2 separate regions of the Zea mays genome follow, and region 2 is linked to region 1. Evidence: chromatin contacts called from public Hi-C data. All regions are on one chromosome and are shown on one strand. The core of a region is the stretch at or near the end of the contact, and the rest is flanking DNA. Distances in the headings are between cores, read along the strand shown. Region 1 holds the start of LOC100286216 (small nuclear ribonucleoprotein Sm D1). Region 2 has its middle 86 kb from the start of LOC100191612.

Evidence for each region. Hi-C and Micro-C count contacts between places; a contact is called where the count stands out from the background.
Region 2: a Hi-C map of ear shows a contact between it and region 1, with 4 times the contacts expected there. The contact joins the enhancer-like site here to the promoter of LOC100286216 in region 1. A contact is called at or near these places in 4 of 25 Hi-C or Micro-C datasets (ear, endosperm, leaf and 1 more).

What each region holds. Positions count from the first base shown.
Region 1 is chr4:132,649,594-132,655,437 of Zm-B73-REFERENCE-NAM-5.0, reverse strand. LOC100286216 (small nuclear ribonucleoprotein Sm D1) reads left to right here and starts at 3,214. Exons shown (of 5, transcript NM_001159104.2): 1 at 3,214-3,285; 2 at 3,408-3,484; 3 at 4,303-4,351; 4 at 5,012-5,203; 5 at 5,289-5,557. The coding sequence starts at 4,318. The coding sequence ends at 5,350.
Region 2 is chr4:133,091,802-133,097,645 of Zm-B73-REFERENCE-NAM-5.0, reverse strand. No RefSeq gene overlaps it. Among protein-coding and RNA genes, the nearest start is that of LOC100191612, 86 kb to the left of the region's middle. Within about 2 kb of position 3,440, at least 16 of the 20 cell types and tissues checked have an H3K27ac peak or open chromatin away from gene starts, as enhancers often do. A contact at or near this core is called in ear, leaf and tassel, where this site is marked.

The sequences.
Region 1 (5,844 bases), core at 1,965-4,464:
TGGTATTTAAAGTGGTATGGTAGTCTCACAAGTTCAAACTTGTTTCCTTCGCCTTTAAGCTTCGGCATTCCCCACCCACTTAGTGTTGGGAAAACCCTATTGACTAAATATTCTTGGACCAAATCTCAAGTGCTGGTCTGCTCTGCCACAACTCTAAAGTGAACTTCGGCCAGTTGGCATGGGGAGCCTATCTTCATAAAACATAAAGGTCTCGTCATGCTGAAGCTTAGCCTCATAGGACTCATCACCATGTTCTTGACCTTCTCCCTCCCTTTGCTTTCATCCTTCATATAGAACCATTCGCTCGTCCAGCCAGTATGCCATTTTGTACGATATACGATCAAAGGAGCCTTGGTACCTTTCCGGTATGCAAAGTTGTAACAACCAAAGTCCTTGTGAAGCCCATCTGCCCTAGCCTTTGTTTGATAATGCAGCTCGTGGACTCAGTAGAAGCCTTCAACATTTGCGCTCATGCCCTGGCTTGAGAGAGCGCAAATGTAGATGCTAAGTCTCTCTATCGCATTTGGCGTCAGCTGATGAAGATATATTTCAAACCTTTTTTATACTTCAGTAATCATCTCGTACAATGGGAATCGAAGCCCTGCACGGAAGAAGCTCTTGAACACCACTACCTCATCATCCTTCGGCTCTGGAATAATTTCGTCACCTGCGAATCTCACCAAGTCATCATCGTTCTTTCCAACATAACCAAGCTTCTTCATTAAAACCAAATCATCAGATTTCACGGTGGATCTGCAAAATTCAATGTGACTGGGTCTGCTTGGACTTAAGATATCGGCATCATCTTCGGCATCATCTCCATCGGTATTACCTTCGGCATCAGAAACGTTCTTCTCTGGAGTGTCCTTCTCTTCCCTTTAGCCAATCATATCAGAATCCTTCATAATTTCTGGAATAGGAGTCGTATCGGCTGTATCTATTTCCCCGCCTTCATTCATCAACCTAGCAATGGTCTAATTCTAGCCATTGCAGCTTTGAGTCGAAGCTAAACTGAGATTTTTTGGCACTAAAGGCGAAGCACAGTCAAAAACTGAGAAGAATGAAAACACCTTCGGCTATAGTAAATTTTTTTGGCAGCACAACGATGCAAGTGCAATGAATGTTGTAAAAACCTAACGCCAACCAATTTGTTTATATAGCCTTGCAGGCGGAGAAGGCGAACCACCGCGCCAGTCACTTTTTTATTCATTTTTTAATAACAAGCTCAGAGAAGATTTTTTTCAGACCTTCGGCATTCAGAGGCCTTTGTATGTTTCACGGATCGAGCTCGTTATTAAAAAATGATCTAGCACCGCGAAGGGCTACTGTTGGGGTATCTCTCTACCGAAGGTCCTCAGAATAAAACTAACTGCTTTGATTCATCTAACAGACATGCTACACACTAAATGCCGATGATAAAATAGCGAAATGAGGAACGCAAGGGATATGACAAAGCTTCGGCAATCATCGCGATGATAGCTTCGATACAAGCTAGTTCCGAAGGTCTCGTAACAAACCAATTCAAGAGTAGAAAGACAACTCTATCCTTGATACTTGTGTTAAGACAAATGTATAGAGATAGAGGGTACAATTATAATTTCACTTGGGTTATGTCCCAGGCCTATAAATAGATGAACAGTACCCCATACTGTTCATGGGGTCATTGGAAAGGCTTATTCAAGAGAGCTTGAGACACATTTTTGATTGTCCATTTCCTGAAGGTCACCCTTATATTTCCCTTCGAGCAAAGCCGAAGGTATAAATGTAATCATTTACCGTTGTAATGTCTGAAGTATGGTTTTATTAACATCATTAAATGATAAGAAGAAAGATTCATCCCTCGTTATTTGCTTATCATTCATTAAATATGAAACGTTTTTGTTCTGTCATTAATCTTCGATCATAAACAACCCTCGAAGGAGGATTGTTTCATGATTGAAGTTAATCATCTCCCTTTACCCTCGTCCAGGAATCATTATCTTTGAAGAAGATAACGCTTTCAGGGACGAATGTCCGTAACATTTTACATTGTGTTGCCTTTTACCTCTAAACATTTATTCGCACCCATATAACCAACAAAAACATATGATATGTATTTGTATGAAAAAAATAGAAAAAAATAAAACTAGGTCGTGTCGAAGCCTGCCATGCCACGCCTTAGCCCAGGCACAGCCCAGTGACCAGGCCAAGCCGTCATGGGCTCGGTTCGCTATGTGTCGTGCTGGTTTCGAGCTGGGCACAACCAGTGTCGGGTTTCAAGCCATCCGGCAAGCCCCGGCTCGCCTGGACATGTATACAAGTGATTCAAAAGTAGCTTTCTGTTTTCATTTGCATTTCACATCATGACGAAAAATCTGATGATCCGTTTAGATGTCAATATTTAAGGCATGAAATTGAATTTGGTATTGAAATGATGTAATTCTAATTATATTGTTTGAATATTACTGAATTGGAGTTTGAAATTTTGCGGCCTAATTCTACACAATACGGAGGGCGATGCTATGTATTGAGAGAAAGAGTTTCTAGTTATAGTTCAATTCCAGATAATTGAGTCTCTGATTTTAAATCTCAATTTCATGTTTAACCAAATGGAGAGAATTTTGGAAAGCTAATCATTTGTAATTCCGTACTTCAGTATCTATATCTGGGTATGATCGATCATCGTCATGTTGCTGCACAAAGGGTCATCTCCCAGTATCCGGAATTCCTCATCTGCCATGGTTCTGTAGCCCCACGAGAGAGACTGAACTAGAGACAAGGATTTGGAAATCCTCATCCGATCTCGGCTCTCAAGGCCACCGCCTACTGAAGAGTGAAGATGGTGTATTATTTTAGTATGTTGTAAGCATGCCTGTCGAAGTTGGGGTGGAGTTCACGGCTGCGATCAGCGACATAGTCCGCACTCTCGAAGTTGAGAGCGCGCCTAGCCGTAGCCGGTGGTGAAGGTGAAGGCGCTGGACCTGAAGGTGGGCGGGCCGACGAGCTCGAGGACAGTGGCCAAGGCCGCCGGTGCGACACGTTGCCGTCAGGCGTCAGCGAAAGCGAATCCTCCACCTCCCCATCGGACTTGAGGGATATCAAATAGACTTTTTCCTTTCGAAGACCCATCGTAGGCCCAGCTACAGCCCATTTAGCCCATCTCGCGACTACAGTGTACAGCCGCAAATCGGGAGAAGGGGTTTTTATGTCTCCTCGCCCGCTCCGAATCAGCTCGAGGTAGCAGCTCCCCCCGCAAAAACCCTAGCTTTACCTCCCCACAAGCGCCTCCAAGATGAAGCTCGTCAGGTAAGCCAGCATCCCCCTGTTTCTCCCCTTTCCCCCTCCATTCGTTTCAGTCTGCTGATTCGTTTGGTGCAATTTTCGCCCGAATCGGTGCGGATTTTGGCGCGGGAATTGCGCTTTTACAGGTTCTTGATGAAGCTGAACAACGAAACGGTGACCATCGAGCTTAAGAACGGCACCGTCGTACACGGAACCATTACCGGTATGACGTCATGCGAACTTTACCACTGTGGGAATTAGAGGTGCGGGGCACCTTTAGGTGTGCGGGCTTAGAAAGTAGCTTAATACTGTGTTTCTGGCTGTAACCTAGGAACATGTGACCAACAGAGCTACTATATGATCTTTTATTGCCATCCTGTTTCCGCTTGGTCCAAATATGGTGAATTTTATTCATCTATAGTAAGGCAATATATTCTAGTTATTCCTTCCATATAACATGTGACTTGCAACACCATGTTGCCGTTTTGGGTAATTCACTTTAATTTTTGCATTGCTGCCAGTATTGGCTGTTATAAATCTGATTTGAAGTGTTGGTGATTTTTATAGTTTCTAATGTTTGGTTTCAATGGGTAATGTTGCTCCTGCATACCAAAGTTGTGCTTAAACTGGATAATTTTTAGGCGATTTCTGTCGTCCAATGTGAAATGAAAGATTTCTAGATGCAACCTAAACCAAAATTAGTACAGTTTTCTGAGTTTCTTCTAAGTTAGGCATCGTGAAAATGGAGGGTGGACTGAACATTTATTTGTGCTTCACAGACCATGTTTTCCCTAACAAAAAAGACCATGTTTACTTTTCTTGTAGACATCTTTTTCCCCTAGGGTTCAACTTTCATGTTTACTGGCTTAATTTAGGATAGTAATTATTTTCAAGTCCTCATCATATGTTTGAATTTTCAAGAAATTCATTTTATCTACATTGCCTGCTCTAGATAGTATGGTAGGGTATATGCATTGTCCTTTATATATTGGAGTAATCCTACGTAGCATTAATAGTCACAGTGTAATGTTTCTTTTATAGGTTATCCGGTCGATTATGGTTTACATATACGGACAGCTATCTTCAGATAGTTAAGTAATTTTCATGTTGTTTAGAACTTACCATATGACACTGTTATTAACACCTAAGATTAGAGAATATTTCTGTCATTTTTTGGTGATTAAAAAAAATTGTCCATCTAATTTCAGTCCTTACAAGAACTCCACAAATGGATGTGATCAAACCAGCACAAAACTCCACAAATCTTAGATTTTGCATCTTTGGTAGCATCATTGGTTACTCCATACCGGTATAGCTAAACATGGCAATCCCTGCCAACATGCAAAAATCTGAAGCAGGGTGAATTTTGAATTTTGATCTTGAGCTATTGTTGAATGTCTCTTACAAAATGTGTAGAAATGCTATTATGGCATTTAACTAGGTTGGTAAGCTGCCTAAATACATATAGGCAGGATATTTCAATGTTTGTTTGTTTAGAAATTTGAATTTGAAGTGACATGAGGTGTAAGATTACAGATTTCGCCAGCAAACAACAATGGCTAGTCTTTTAATATTATATTTACTGGCCTTTAATTTGTCCCCATATCATTGCATCTGACAGCATCTTTCACATGATTTTATTATAGTCAGTTTTTAACATCCCATTAAAATTCTCTCCCATTCCATCAGATTTTACAGTAATCCTAGAATGATTATTCAGTAGTGTATTCTGATTTTTTGGACTTTGTAGGTGTTGACATCAGCATGAATACTCATCTGAAGACTGTGAAGCTGACACTAAAAGGGAAAAATCCTGTTACCCTTGATCACCTTAGTGTGAGGGGAAACAACATCCGCTATTATATCCTTCCTGACAGCCTAAACCTGGAGACTTTGCTGGTTGAGGAAACACCAAGGGTCAAGCCTAAGAAGCCTACTTCTGGTCAGAGTTCTTTTTCTCCCATTTCAACCTTCGAGATTTACCACCTGCTAGCATTATCATTTCATCCATCTTCATCAAAAACCAGGGAAGCCCTTGGGCCGTGGGCGTGGCCGTGGTCGTGGGCGCGGTCGGGGTCGGGGACGTTGAGCATGCTAGCTGCTTTTGGAAATTGCATTGCGTGCATCTGCAGTGTAATCTACATTCCTATCAATTGTACGAAGTATGCCTTTGATTATGCAACCATGTATCAATTGTTTTTTTTTGCCGTGGATTTATGTTGATGAGGTTACCATGTGATCATATGTTCTTTCCCTAGAACTTTTAAGAACAATTAAATACTATCTTTAAGACTTCTCTAGACACATCACACATAGCTCTTGTTATGCACTTTAGATATACAACGTACAATTATGTATCTATTTAGATATACATTATATATTGATGCAGAGTATCATATATCTATTAGCTATACATTATATCTAGATATAGAGTAAAAACACATATAGAAATATTAAAGGAAAAGGTCCAAATTACTTCCCTCACATGTGGACGATACCCATATAATCCCCTAAAGTATTTCTTTTTGTTTAATTTATCCTTCACATGTTTGAGTTTGTTCAATCTATCTCTTAATAAAACTG
Region 2 (5,844 bases), core at 2,191-4,690, 440 kb before region 1:
AAACCCCCCCACAGGTGAAGAGCAGGTGGTTGAAGAGAAGCCGCCCTACAATGCAGCATACGACTTGATCTAGGTAGCGTCTCCCCGTCAGCATTGTGGCGCGAGGGAAATAATATTTAGTTCACTTTATTATTACATTTATTTTGTAAGACTTCCGCTATGTAATAAGTACATTTATGATAATTATGACATTTATCTCTATACACTGTCATTATATGTGGTGTTCTTCCTTGGCGAACATATGAGACGCACCCGACTTTACCCTTTAAATCCGGGTGTGACAGAAGTGGTATCAGAGGAAATGTTGACTATAGGACGAAACCTAGATAGACCTGGACAAAACCATTACCTAATTACCTTACTCTGATTCTTTCTATACTTTTCTTGAACCTGTCTTACCTTCTACTGTTCTACTCTGATTACTCTTACCTTTTCTATTCTAAGACAAGGAAGATTTCACACTTTGGAATCCTACATTTATGACCCCCTAAAGAGATAGGAGACCCAAGACAAAATTAAAATTATTTTCTCTACTTCAAATAATTGGATGTTTATTCTTATGGTAAATGCTTGATTTGCTTCTTTGATTGATTGAATCAGTATAGCAGAACATTCTAGCATGTGCCACCATAAGATAATTAGTATAAGTAGAGGAGACACTAATCTACTTAGCTATTAGAACCCCAAAAGATTCTGCCTCATAAATACTTATCTATTCTACAATTCTATCTTACCATGTATTTCTAACCTAGATGGTCAATACTAGGAAGGGAGGAGGAAATGATCTACCCCCAATCCACACAACCAGAGGGTACTTAAACAACAACAAGTAGAGATGGGTCCTCAAAATCCTCCACCAGCCGGAAATGATCCAGTTGTTGCAGCACATATGCAGATGATGCAATAGATGGCTGATATTATGGCAGGTATGCATGTGAAGATGTGGCAGGAATGCCAAGAGATGCGCTAGGAAAGGCAATATATGCGAGAGGAGATGCGTCAGGAGAGGATGGGGCGACAACTGCAAGTCCCATTGCCACCACCGCCACCACCACTTCCACCTCGGGACAAGCACCGAGAATTTATGAGCCACAAGCCGCCTACCTTCGCCAGTTCTCCAGATCCTCTACACGCCGACGACTGGTTGAAGTCAGTGGAGAAGATGCTAAACATTGCCCAATGCTCTGACCGGGAGAAGGTTCTCTATGCTTCTGGTCGTCTGACTGGTCCTGCTGCTGATTGGTGGGATTCTTATGTTGCTGCCCATGACGCTGCTAACACTATTACTTGGGCTGAATTCACCACACAGTTTAGAAACTACCACATTCCTGCTAGACTGATGAAGATTAAAAAGAAGGAATTTATGTCATTGAAGCAAGGCAACATGTCTGTCAGCGAGTACCGTGACAGATTCATTGAGCTATCAAGATATGCTCCTGATGAGGTGGCTGATGATGAGAGAAAGCAAGAGCACTTCACAGAAGGACTCACTGGGCCACTGCAATATGCATTGGTTGCTCATACCTTCCCATCATTTTAGAGGCTTCTTGATAAAGCTCTAGCTATTGAACACAAGTGTGTTCAACTGGGAGACATGAAGAGGAAGGCCATTACCCAGGGGCAGGGTAGCAACAGTATTCGCCGATGCTACGTTCCGCCCTAGGGTACACCAGCTCATCCTGGAGGAGGACCACACCCAACTTAGTACACTCCACAGGGGACTCTTCAGACACCCCACACTCGTCAGGCTGCCCCCACTAGCACCCCGACGAAGCCTACATGACAGAAGATGTGCCCTACATGCTTCAAGTGCAGTCAGATTGGGCACTATGCAAATGCTTGTCCAGTGGAGAATTCCAGTGCACCAGCTCAGAACAAGCAACAGACTCCCGACAAGGGATTCAACATTGCCAGGGTTAACCAAGTCAGTGCTGAGGCCACTGCTGATGGTGCAGACATCGCTATCAGTATGTTTTACATTAATGTAATTCCAGCAGCATTATTATTTGATTCTGGAGCTATGCATTTGTTTATTTCTGCTCGATTTGCAACCACCAATGAATTACCACTACAAAATATGAAAACGCTTATGCTAGTAATTACACCTAAGGGACCTATTGAAGCAAACTATATGACACACAGATTAACACTAACAATTATGGGAAGGGAATTCTGGTCTACACCCATAGTATTAGAAGAAAGCAATATAGATCTGATTCTCAGGATGTCCTAGTTGAGGAAAGCAAAGGCAGTTACACACTGTGATAAGGGAACCGTAGAACTCACCAGTTCCAAGGGAGAACGATTTGAAGTAGAGATTACCATAACCACCTATACCAGACCTGCCATATTTTAGTAGATGGAGAATTCGTGGGTAGAAACATCCGAGTTGTTAGAGACTTTCCAGATGTATTTTTCCGAAGAGTTACCCGAAGTGCCACCAGATAGGGAAGTTGAGTTCGTCATTGATCTCTTACCTGGTACTGCCCCATTTCAAAAAGGCCATATATGATGTCAGTGGAAGAGTTAAAAGAACTTAAGAAACAATTAACGGAGTTATAGGAAGCAGGGTACATTCGTCCGACTTCCTCACCATGGGGAGCATCGGTACTGTTTGTACAGAAGAAGGATGGTTCACAACGGATGTGTGTGGACTATAGATCACTTAATGATGTCACCATTAAGAACAAGTACCCATTACCTCGTATCGATAACTTATTTGATCAGATGAGAGGTGCTAGGGTGTTTTCCAAGATTGACCTCAGGTCGGGCTACCATCAAATGAAGATTAGGCCATCTGATATTCCCAAGACGGCTTTCTCTACCCGATATGGTCTATATGAATTCACAGTCATGTCGTTTGGTTTAACCAATCCACTGTAATACCCAACTTTGGGATATAAAAGAGAAGAATAATCCTCATGTGTAATGTCATTTCATTTATGAGAACATTAGGAAACCTAATTAGATTGAATAATTTCTCAATAAAATATGCACCATGTGGAATTTATGTGCTGTTGCATCTATAAATCATAAGTATAACATTAATGAAGTTATGTGAGTGCCAAACTTGGAATTTAGATCAAACTTATTACTTAGGAAATAAGAAGAAAATAAATGAGATGAAGGATATGGGAAGTACTAAATAAATATATATAAATAAAAATACTATTTCATACTGATAAATTGTTTATTCTGAGCACTTAACCTTTATGATGGATCCACAACTCAAGTTTGAAATTCAAATAGTAGAATTTGAATACATAGAAAGGAAATTGGAATAGAATATAAAAAGGAAACTGTGTAAATGGGTCGGCCGCCACCATTCTAACCCAACCAGCCGATCCCGGCCCACGAGCGCCCAAGAGTACTTGACCACAGCTGATACACCCGCGTGCCACTGTCAACTGTGCCCCACTCGTCGGCCTCTTCGGACGTATACCGGTCTCCTCTTTTGTGACGATGCCAGGTGGGCCTGGTGCGCCAGGTCGTCCGCTAACAGCATCGCCGAACTCCGCACAGACGCCTGCAACCAATTCGACCGAAATTGGCAGACCTCGACCTCCATAATCCAGGGTGCATCGACTGCAGCGCTTGGACCTCGCCATTACATGACCACCACCTCTTCCCCCTCGCCTCGTCGTAGTGATCAGAGCACTTGAAACACAGAGAATCGTGGGAGAGAGAAGGGAGAATGCGGCCGTGCTTGGTTCGTCGTAGAGTACCGAATCCTGCTGTCGATTAGAGCCAGGAAGTAGTCAGGGAGGATCGTGCGGTCGTTGGCAGGACATCTTCTTCCATGAATGGGCCTCGATTGCTCGCGAATTGCTCGCCGTGGCGGAAATTCTTCGCCGAGCCGCCAAGCTCCGTGGTCGGACACGACACCGTCTCGGATTACCCTAAGTAAGCGCCTATTACGTTCGTCTCATTCTCCTCTATGTTTGGTCCTACCGAATCGATGTTTAGGGCAGAATCGTGTAAGGTCAAACTGCGCGGCTATGGCGCCGCCGTGCCGGAGCTGGCGCGCCGCCGCTGCCAGGGGTCTGGTGAGGATGGTCACGCCTGGGCCATTGATGCGAGATGGGCGGCTGGGATTAGATTCCCCATACCGTTTTGGCCAAATCGCTGTGTAGCGTCCGATCTACATCTGATGGACGCAAACTGATCTCATTCACCTAATAGCTGATACCGTCGATCGGCCGATCAACGGTCCTTGTTAGAAGCGATAACCACACGTGTTATTAAATCGGGTCCGTCAATCTCGGATCCGATGGTCGACAGAGCGCGCCGGCTTATAATGTTTTTGATCAAAGCCTGGCCATCGGCTTATAATCCAACGACCGAGAATTAGAGATACCCCTTCGCTGCGCGTTTTTTGCAGAAAAGCCCTCCTGGTTTTAGAAAACCGACCCGCAGTCCGTCCTAGGGTTAACCTGAGTCTGGGGAAAACTTTTGGTTCAACCCCCGTAGTTCTCTATATTTAGTTCCCGGCCTAGAGAACAAAGAAATTGGATAAATACCTATAGAAATTGATTTTTGGTACACAAATAAATCAATAGACTTGTGAAATTCATATTTAATCCATCATAGCTCCAAATTAATTCATTCTAGTGGCATTTATTTTGTAATAATATTGTCTATCAACTAGTAGCTCTGTTTAATCATGAAACTTGAATTAAAATTATGCACTTGAATTATTCCATTCTAGGTACTAAATAACTTTGGAAATTCATAACTAAATAACTGTAACTCCGAATTTAGTGGTTCTTGTTCCTATGATCTCGTTACGCAGCGTAGAATATTATTATGCATTCTGTTCTGTTGTTTGGTATGATGTTAATTTGTGCTATAACATGTGTGTTTGTATTGTTGCGAGTAGACGAGCCAGCCACTGAAAATCTGGGGGTTCAGCAGGACGAGACTGCTGAGCAGTAGCTCATTGAAGGCAAGTTGTGTCCTTGATCACTTCTTTTTACCCAGTCATATTCTTATTAATCATAATGATCTGCATAGGTTAATTTTGATGGGATCCTTTAGGTTACCCTAGTTTGATTATCTTTGTACCTTGAATCCACTGAACTTTTTGGGTAGTACTTGCTATTGCTTTATGTGGTTTTGGGTATGGAGATACATTATTCATGATTACACTTTTATTATCAGTTTATTATTAATGTTCATGTTAAGGTCATTATGTTAATGGGAACATGGAGCGACCACCCGGGAAAACAGTGCTACCACAAGGATAGTATGGGATGCCCTTGGCTGATTAACTAGGAAAGCTAGTGGATGACTACCTTACCCGATAGGGGCAAGGGCAGTAGGGGAGTGGTAAGTGTAGGGAGGTCCTTGGGTTGATTTTTGCTGCGATGACGTTCAGGCGAGGGATCCCTGCACTGGAGCTTCCTATAAACTGTAACGGGTTTTCTAAAGCTAGTGTTACCCTGCCTCGCCTCCTCGGTAGAGGTGTATGGGATTCTCCGTCTCTTGGTAGATGGGTAACATGACTTGTGGGTAAAGATGTGCAACCTCTATAGAGTGTAAAACTGGTATACTAGTCGTGCTCACGGTCATGAGCAGCTCGGACCCTCACATGATTAATCTATGGAATTAAAATTCAATTTGTCATTTGCATCACATTGGGATTATTTTATTATTACTTTTATTTATTATTACTATGGTTTGGTATTCACTTACACTTAGTAACTGCTAATAAAATTTTGACCAACTTATAAAAGCAATGCTTAGCTACAACCTTTATTTTGTTGATCAGCCTTACACTTCACATGAACTCCCACCTTTTGGTGAGTTCATGCACATTATTCCCCACAACTTGTTGAGCGATGA